Regions from separate parts of the Sus scrofa genome. Here region 2 is linked to region 1. Evidence: chromatin contacts called from public promoter capture Hi-C data. All regions are on one chromosome and are shown on one strand. The core of a region is the stretch at or near the end of the contact, and the rest is flanking DNA. Distances in the headings are between cores, read along the strand shown. Region 1 holds the start of LOC106509227 (ATP-binding cassette sub-family A member 1-like). Region 2 holds the start of SLC44A1 (choline transporter-like protein 1).

What was found. Promoter capture Hi-C pulls out the DNA fragments that hold promoters and counts their contacts.
Region 2: a contact with region 1 is called in a promoter capture Hi-C map of fetal liver, with 2.8 times the contacts expected there. The contact joins the promoter of SLC44A1 here to the promoter of LOC106509227 in region 1. A contact is called at or near these places in 2 of 5 promoter capture datasets (fetal liver and liver) and 2 of 47 Hi-C or Micro-C datasets (fetal skeletal muscle and heart right ventricle).

What each region holds. Positions count from the first base shown.
Region 1 is chr1:246,127,486-246,131,911 of Sscrofa11.1, reverse strand. It overlaps LOC106509227 (ATP-binding cassette sub-family A member 1-like), which reads left to right and starts at 2,531. Exons shown (of 4, transcript XM_021067030.1): 1 at 2,531-2,702. It overlaps LOC100739365 (protein NipSnap homolog 3A-like), which reads right to left and starts at 2,490. Exons shown (of 6, transcript XM_003480558.4): 1 at 2,290-2,490. The coding sequence starts at 2,349.
Region 2 is chr1:246,546,275-246,550,700 of Sscrofa11.1, reverse strand. SLC44A1 (choline transporter-like protein 1) reads right to left here and starts at 2,160. Exons shown (of 16, transcript XM_021067056.1): 1 at 1,907-2,160. The coding sequence starts at 1,942.

The DNA.
Region 1 (4,426 bases), core at 1,282-3,781:
ATATTTTACTGTGTATGTCAAACTTATAATTATCTACTTGAGTCATTCCACTAATGAGCCCCTTTGAGTTACGCTCCTGTTGCCCAAGTATCTAAGCTTAAAAGGAAAGCAGATATTCCCACCTAAAACAACTAGAGGTACTCCTACTTTTCATGGACATGCTTTTTTGTGTCATTTTAATCAAATCTTAATAAACAATGGCCTGGTATTATGGTTTAAGAAATATTATAAAATATACCAGGAAATGGGCCAGTGGGTTAACTGTAACTGCTTTTTTAGTTGATTATCAGGGAATTTGTATTTGCAAACAAAAATGTGGTTAAGGCACATAATTTTGTTATCTTTCACAAGAGTAAGAAACAGTAACCAGGAGAGGTTAAACAGCAGTGAGGTAATTGTTATGTGTATGGAGAGAGGCAATTTTTATTGCAAGCCAGAAACTAGAACTATGCTGGGGTGGAATCATGAGTGCTTCATGTTCGCTCATCTTCAAGTTAGGGTTCATTTTCAGCAGCAATAACCTCCAATTCACCTATAAGAGAGCATTTGATCGATATTTAGTAAAATCAAAATTTAAAATCAAGTTGTAAGGAACAATTCTTTGCCCTGCCCCAGCAGAGATTCAGGATAAAGACTATATTGCTAATCTAGAGTGAAGGTAAAACCAAGCAGGACCCTGTGCAGCTCCTGGCAGCGTTCTCACTTTCTCGTTCATAGGGAACAAGTTTCTTCCCCCAAGACCCTCCCTGAGGGCAGCTGCTAATCAGGGAAGGTTGAAGACGCAGAGACAAGGGAGAGCAATCAAGAAACAATAGTGCAGCCTAGGGCCAGGGGCCTGGTTTCCCCTTAAGGGATACAGGTAACAATACTCTATTGGAGCTCTTCTGCAGAATTAAAACTCCCCCCAAAATGGAAGATTTTAACTACCTGAGGAAGCATTCTCCATTTGGGAGAGAATGTCACAATTTGATAACCTTGAGAACTACAAAAGCTCAATCAGGAGAACATCTGAGGCCAGATTAAAGGAATACAGGCCTTACATCAACCCTGATCCTTACCAGCAATCCTGTCCTTGAACCACTGCTATATATAACTCCTTACCACATCCTCCTGAAATGCCTGTACCCCTCTGCCTGGCCAAGCAATGAAGCTATTCTCTTCTCTTTCGCCCAAAACTCTGACTCCAAGAGATTCAATTTGGCTTAGATGAACAGAGGCTGGGCTTTGGCAACAAAGGGGCCTTTATCGCTGTTCTTTAGTCTTCACAGAAAGTCAGTGTCTATGTAAACCCCCTTCTCATCCTTTCCCTTAAGAAGTACAGACCTAGACCTAAACAAAGCTCTAGGTTAGATTACTAGAATAGGCCCAGACAGTTCAAGAATTACTCCACTACAGATGCAAGAAAAAAGTGTCCTGCTGCTGTTTGTCTGATTGTGGCAGCTGAGATTGAATGGGGGCATACAGGAAAAATTGTTTCGTAACTCATAAATAACCTTGTGAACATAAAAGCCTACTCTACTTCAAAGAAGAAATTGAGTTTACCAGAAAAGTATTAGAAAATCATTCCTCTACACCCTTGCCTTCTGATTGATTCCACTTGTAAAAGCCTAAGGATTAAGTCTAGTTAAAGGCAAGCCAATGATGAAAAAAAAGCTGAATCACAAAAATCTATTTTGTACATTTCTCATCTAACTTTAAAAAAGGCTGCATCACATTTGCTAGCAGCTTCCTGACCCTGTCTGACGTGGGCACCTTTCGCAGGATGCCCGACCATCCTAAAGGGTGAAGGAGAAAAAAAGTTCAGCCAGTCTCTGGCAACAGAACTGGCCTCCCTCTTTTAAAGGATTTACAAAACTTCTGAGCATTTTGCAAAGAACCTCTAATAGGGGACTAGAGTGGGATGGATGGTCAAAACACAAACCAATGGAGAGTTCCAGAGTCTGTCGAGGCCCCAGTGCGATGGGTGTAAAGGCCAAAGCCGCAAACACGCAGCAGCTGGGCTCCAGGTGTCCTAGGACGCCTAGGCTAAAAACACCCACTGTCACCACGGCCTTCCAGCCACCGGAGGCAACAATAGCAGCGGGTCTTCTCCCAACGGCTCCCGTCCTCCTGCTGCTGGCTCCATGGTCCCCGCTTCCAGGTTCTGGGTCTTGCTACAGAATGTGGGCAGCACCACAAGGCTCCCACGTCTGAGCGGTCCAGCCGGAAGGTGCAAACCCACCGAGACGCCCTTCCCTTCCCCTCCCCTTCCCCCTGGGGACGTTTTGGGCGCGTCCCGGCGGCAGGTACCTGAGGCGCCAGCGTCCGCGGGGACAAGGCCCTAGCCAGGCCGCTTCGGAGAGCAAGCATGGCGCAGCTTGGAGGTCTGAGAAGGACAATGGCCAGTATTCGTCCTTAAATTCCTCCTCCTGTGGCTTCCGGACTGGCAGGCGCAGCGACTCGGCGACGGGCGGATCAGGCTGGGGGGGCGGGGCTCGGCGGCTCAGCTCCGCCTCCGGCCGAGGGGCGTGGCCGGGCTCGTCCTTCTGCCAGGAGTCGGCAGAAGGCTGGGCCTCAGACGGTTTGGTGTCGCCTCCAGCCTTAAGGTGGTTTTTGTTTCTCCACCGATTTTTAGCCCCAGCGTCAGAAGTGACTTTAGAATCAGCTGCATGCTGAGTCGTCCCTGTACCATCAGTCTGGGCCCATCACCTCATCTCCATGTGGTATTACCTACCATTGATAAAAGTTCTGTGTACGCCTACTGGGGAGGCAGGGTGGGTGCCTGTGTCATGCTTTGCTTTGAAATTGTGGACGTGTTTTGCTGGTGTTTTTGTTTGTTTGCTCGGGGGTGCTTCTCCTTTGGCTAAAGACCAGTCAGTCTTCACTTTTGGGCATTAAGTGCATTCTCTTTCCCTAGCTTCACCGCTAGCTATGACCTTGTTAGGCTTCTAAAAATGATATAGATTATATTTCTCAGGGGCTCAGAGGAATGGGGACCACCCCAACTGGCTTCGAAAATTCAAAATTTAATACACAGAGTCAAATAGTTTATGAATAGCCTTGAAAGCAAAACAGCAGACCTCTGATCTTGTCTTCCTTATTCCTGATATTGGGCCCTGGAGTAAATACTTTCAACATTTTCAGCTGTTTCTTGTAGTGCTTGTTTTTCTTTTTAAAATTTGTATGCGTTTTCTGGTATTTCTTGATATTTTCAGTTATAAATCTTGTCGATTGTTTGGAAGATGAGGATTTAAGTCTGATACATATCATTCCCCTCAAATACACTTCCTTTCTCAATCTGATAATGTTTACATTAATAATATTAATATAACATTGTTAATTTAATTATATTGATGTTTACGCCTTTATTACTAACTACATTCCTTTTTACACACAAAGCTACAAGCATAATGTAACTAAACCCAATTGCAGAATAGTCCCGTTCATGCACACATTAAAGTAATATTCCTTATGTTACTAAGACGGGAATGATTACAGGGCTTTCCATTGTGGTTGTCTTGGTTGTGCCTGGTGTGAAGACTTTAGAATCATCTATCCAGGGGAAGGGAGGCTTTTTAGAGTTAGTAATTCCTGAGAAGGTGAGTCAGGTTTTTTTTGGTCATGGACGTCCATAGCATCTGGACTTGGACCGGATCTTTGTTTTAATTTATTTAATTTAATTTCTAGAATTAACTATTCCCTTATTCAACCCATATGAATTATGTTCATTTATGCTTCAGATAGTTTTCCAAACACTTGGATACAGAGGTGAACAGAAGTCAAAGTTTATGTTCTCTTGCCACTTCCAGATTAGGGGGAACAGATAAACAAATGGAGAAAATATATATCAGAAATTAATAAATATAATGAGGAAAAACAAAGTAGGGTATAGAGAATAGAAAGTGCTGGAGGGAGGTAGCAGAGACTGCTAGCCATTTCCCAATAGCCATTCTTCTCCCACTCTACCTTTTTAAAAATTAGCGATAGACCCCCTGCAGCTTGGTGCAGCCTTGTGTCTAAGTCCTAGCCAGTGATATGGGTTAGTGCATTTATGACCTCCTATAAGTGATGTTGTGTAGGAGAGGTGGTTGTTGCCCTCTCTTATTTCTCCTTGCTGGAATATGGGTGTAATGGCTTGAGTTCTTGGAAACCACATGCTGAAGATGACAGAACAAGAAAGACGTAGCCTAGGTTCTGACGTCACAGAACACTACACTAGGAGTCCTGGACTGACTGTCTCAGGATTTCTTTTTTACATGAGAAGTCATTTTCTAGTTTAAGCTACTGCCCTATGGCTTAAACCTGTGTTCTTAATCAATAGGAAAGTGACTGTTTCTTTTAATTTCTCTTTTTCATGTGTTTCTATTTTCATTATCAGTCATTAATTACCAAATTCTTTGCTAAAAGAATAAATTTTCTTTTGGTATGGTTAAACCCATTAATGAGT
Region 2 (4,426 bases), core at 911-3,410, 420 kb before region 1:
ATTAAAGCAGAGTTTTAACAGGTCCAACATCCACCCCTCTCAAATTTAATTGTTCCAAGAGGAAACAAGCCATCCATAAACTATCCAATATTTTCCTGTCTTAAAACATTTCACCACCAAAAAAGGATGCAAAGTAACCTAGTTCTTAAAAGAAAGGCAACAGGAAAGCCACCTTTTTGTTGAAAATAATATTTAAGAAAATACACTTAACGTGATTCCTCCTACTTCCCCCAAACGCCTAACCAATTGAAAGGTATTGTGTGATTTCACACCTTTATCTGTTAACATGAAAACCGTGGTCTATCGACCCTTGGTAACACTAGTATATATAGTTTTTCTTTGTTATTCTAACTGAACAGGAAGGTTTAACTAAAGCAATCCGTCTGACTGTGATCCTAGTAGGGAAAGAAAAAAAAAAAGCACACGAGTAAGCAAACACCCAAAAAAGAAATGGACAAATAGGATGGATACTTAATAAAGCATAAATGTCCTCTGCAATTCTAGTCATTCTCTCTCTAACAGATCTCAGATTTTCGAAACAAGTATGCAGGTTATTTAAAACTGAGTTATATATAGTCATTTAGCAGCAGCAAAACACTTCTGGCATTATCACAGATGCCAGATCTCTGAAGGAATTATTTTCCCAAACTAGCATTTTTCTTCACCAAGAACCGACCCTCCTTTATTTCTAAAAACAAGAGCCCTTGTCTCCCCCCAAAACAAACAAATCAAAGACCACAGTTAAATTCTACGCTAATGAAACTGTGAGATTACATCCCAGGCGTTGTCAGAGCCTATTTTTCATACACCACCACCAGACAGTTTGATGCAGTATTCCTGATTGCTTTTTATCGTATTTGTAAATACACTCACTAATCCACTAAATTAGGTAATTTACAAACAGGTCCTCTCAGTTATTAGTGGCCATCAGTCAAGTCCTATTACATTTGATCCTTATACAGTTGTCTAAACATTTCTGTCCAGGTTAAGGGCTCGGATTGGCGAGAGGGAGGTTAGCGAAATTTGGATGGGGGCAGGGTGGAAGCTGGGAGAAATCTCTGCATCTCAGCCCTCAGCGACAACATTCAGCCAGTGCCCACAGAAAAACTAAATTCGGCACCTCTTTCTCCTGTTACACTGGCAACAAAGAGGGAGTTTCCGTAACGCTCCCGTCACCCACCAGGTGCCCAATCTCCTTCCCTACCCAGTCCCAGCGCTCCCGCAGGGGCCTCGGTTTACGAAGAGGCCGCGGTGCCCGGGGTCAAGGCACAAAGGGGGGATGGGGTAGGAGGCAAGCGACTAGAATTGGGAAAGCGGATCGAAGAAGGGCTCCGGGACTCGCTTAAACACTTGAACCCGGACGGGGGGCGCTGGCAAGAGAAAGGGGACACAATATCGAATAGAGCAGAAACTGTAATAAGGTGGGAAAGGGGTAAACAGCCCATACTGGGGGTACTCCTCCAGGAAGCACAGAAAATAGTCAGTGGATGGGGCGAGGGAAGTCTCCAAGGAGGTGGGAAGAGAGGAGCCAGGCCCACAAGACGAAGGAAGGGGTGCCACCTGGGGCAGAGAGCAGGCGCCCTTGTTGCCAGTACCTGCAGGCTGGCGGGACGGGGCCGCTCAGGTGTGACTGGGAGGAGGCTGCCAAGTCGGAAAGGGGCCGGGCAGAGCTAGAGGCGCCCTGGGGGCCGCGCAGAGGCGCCTGCGAGTCAGCAGCCTCGGGAGCCAGCGCGGGGGCATCTGCGGGACAGAGGGAGGCAGGAGAGGGAGGCGGAGGTGGGGGTCTCTGGAGTGCACCGTGGGCCGAAGGGAGGCTTGCGGGTAGTGGGAGGCAGCGGGCGCCCGCGGCGCAACGCGGTGCGGGAGAGGCATCCGGGCGGGCGGCCGGGAGGCGGGAGCCCCTCACCTGCGCGGCTGAGGAGGCGGAGCTGCAGCAGCCCATGGCGGGGCCGGAGGAGCCCGGAGGCGGCGCCGGGCGCGCAGCTACGCCCCGGAGCCCCTCGGCATGCGAGCCGGCGGGCGCCCGGGGAGGGCGCGGCCTGGCCCCGCACTGCTCGGCGGTGGCGGCGGCTGCTCGGGCGGCGGCAGGTACTCAGGAGGCGGCGCGACTCGGGGCAGGCGCCGGCCACATCCCCCGGCGGCGGCGGTGGTGGCTGCGTGGCTCCTGCTCCGCTCCTGCTGCTGCAGCTGCTCCCCAGCGGAAAGGGGCGGGCGGCGGCGGCGACGGCGCCTCCCCCTGTCCCCCGCCTCCCGCCTCCCGCGCCCAGTCCCTCTCCCGCTCCCTCTCCCGGGCAGCCGCCTCCTCAGCGCCGCTCGCGTCTCCCATCAGACTCCCCGCCCCCAGTGCAGCGCCGCGCGGGCGGCCGGGCGGCTGCGGCCAAAACGAGGCCGGGCCCTTCAGCGCGCGTCGGAGCCTGCGCGGTGCCGAGCCCATTTAACTGTGGCACCGAGGCAGAGCGCTACCTCAGGGCAAGAGGGCGCCTGAGGCTGGGGCGCCCGAGAGTTGAGCAGGCTCGCTGCTGAAATGGGGCCGGGTTGCTTCCGGAGGCATGGGCGAGGCGCGCAACCCGAGGGGTGGCTGATGTTAATCCAGAGGAAAAGGTACACGATAAATCCCTGGAGAAGGAGTAGATGATAGAAGACGAGGATCATCTGTTGCTACTCGCCCCATTTTGCTGATGTGGAAACTGAGCCTTGAAGGGCACCGAGAGCCTAAGGGAACTCACTCAAGGTCGAACTTCTTATAAACAGCTGAAAATAGGGAAAGGGCAGAAAGTTCTCCAGGTCTTTCAATTCAGAGACATATCGGATCTGAAGGATAGATACTTTTTGTGCAGAATAGACCACAAATACAATAAACGAGTATTAATTCATTGTATTAAGACATATATATGCTGAGGGTATACTAAATTACAGTAGTTTATAGGCACTAAGAATAAAAAGGTGAACAAAAGAGCCAACGCTTCTGCTGTCCCCATTGCTACATACATACGCAATGCATTATCGACAGAGTAGGCGTGGTCACCACCTTCAAGAAATTTACAACCCTAAGTCGCTGAGAAATGGTATGAGATGAAAACAGCTAAAATGTAGCAGGAATAAAACCAAAAATCATGCTTAATATTAAGAGAACCACTTACAAGGCACTATTACAAGTCCTTTACATGTTTCCTTAAAGACAATCAGAAAAGAAAAAAAAAAGTTTGCAAATGAAAGGCATGAAGTTTTAAAGACTACTCAGGGAGTTCCCTTTGTGGCATAGCAGAAACAAATACGACTAGTATCAATGAGGTTGCAAGTTCGATGCCTGGCCTCAATCGATGCCTGGCCTCAATCAGCGGGTTAAGGAGCGTCGCTGTGCTCGGATCCTACTTGCTGTGGCTCTGAAATAGACTGGCAGCTAAAACTCCTATTCACAGTCTAGCCTGGGAACTTCCATATGCCTCTCCAGCTGCCCTAAAAAAAAGAAGAAAAGAACAAAAAAGACTACTCAAAGTCTGGGGTGGGGGGAAATAGCACAGAAGTAAATTGACTTTATGTGCCTTGAAAGGGAAAGCAAAGTCACAATGGGAACCTGGGGACAGCCAAAGAAAAAGCCAAAGAATTTCCAGTTGTGTGTTTCAATTTCTTGGGTCTGTGACCAGAATATGTCACTTCTCTTAGCCTCTTTCTCCGCTTCTGTGAAAAACAGATAATAAGGTTAACCAGGAAGAGTGGGTGTCAAGATTAAACAATATATGAAGTTCTCTGGTGGCTTAGTGGGTTAAGGAACCCACATTGTCACTGCTATGACTTGGGTCACTGCTGTGGCGTTGGTTGGATGCCTGGCCCAAGAACTTCTGCACATGGAGGGCACAGCCAAAAAATAAATAAATAAAATAAAATAAAGATTAAATAATAAATGAAAGTAACTAGTAGAATAGTAAGGATTCATTAAGTACTGCTTGAGATCATTAATTCTTCCCCTGTATTCTCCCTGTGTTCCTTTACAATTTGATCAGAGGGTTCACCATACCACTGGGCTGGTGAATCCTAAGTATGTTACCAATAACCATTAGGCCATTAATGGCTCTGGTCCCAATTCTGATTGTAAACTCCACCATTAGATTGTAAACTCCCTGAGAACAAGGAAAAGCATTTTCTCCTTTGTATCTGTCTCAGCTCTTTCAAATGTTTGTTGAATTATTCAATACACCAGAAATAAAAAAACCTTCCCTTGAGATTTTTCCCTCAAAGCCTCAAAGTACATCTTGTTTTTAACTGAGGGAGGAGGCTGAAAGTAAAATTACAGTCTTAAACAAGAAGCCATCTGTCTTCCCTCTTTATAATCAAGGAAAGGGGAGTTGTTTCTCTTAGCAGAGTCAATATGGGAGCATTTCTCTCAGATTATAAAAATCTTCTTGGCTAGTGTAGTTATTCTATGTAG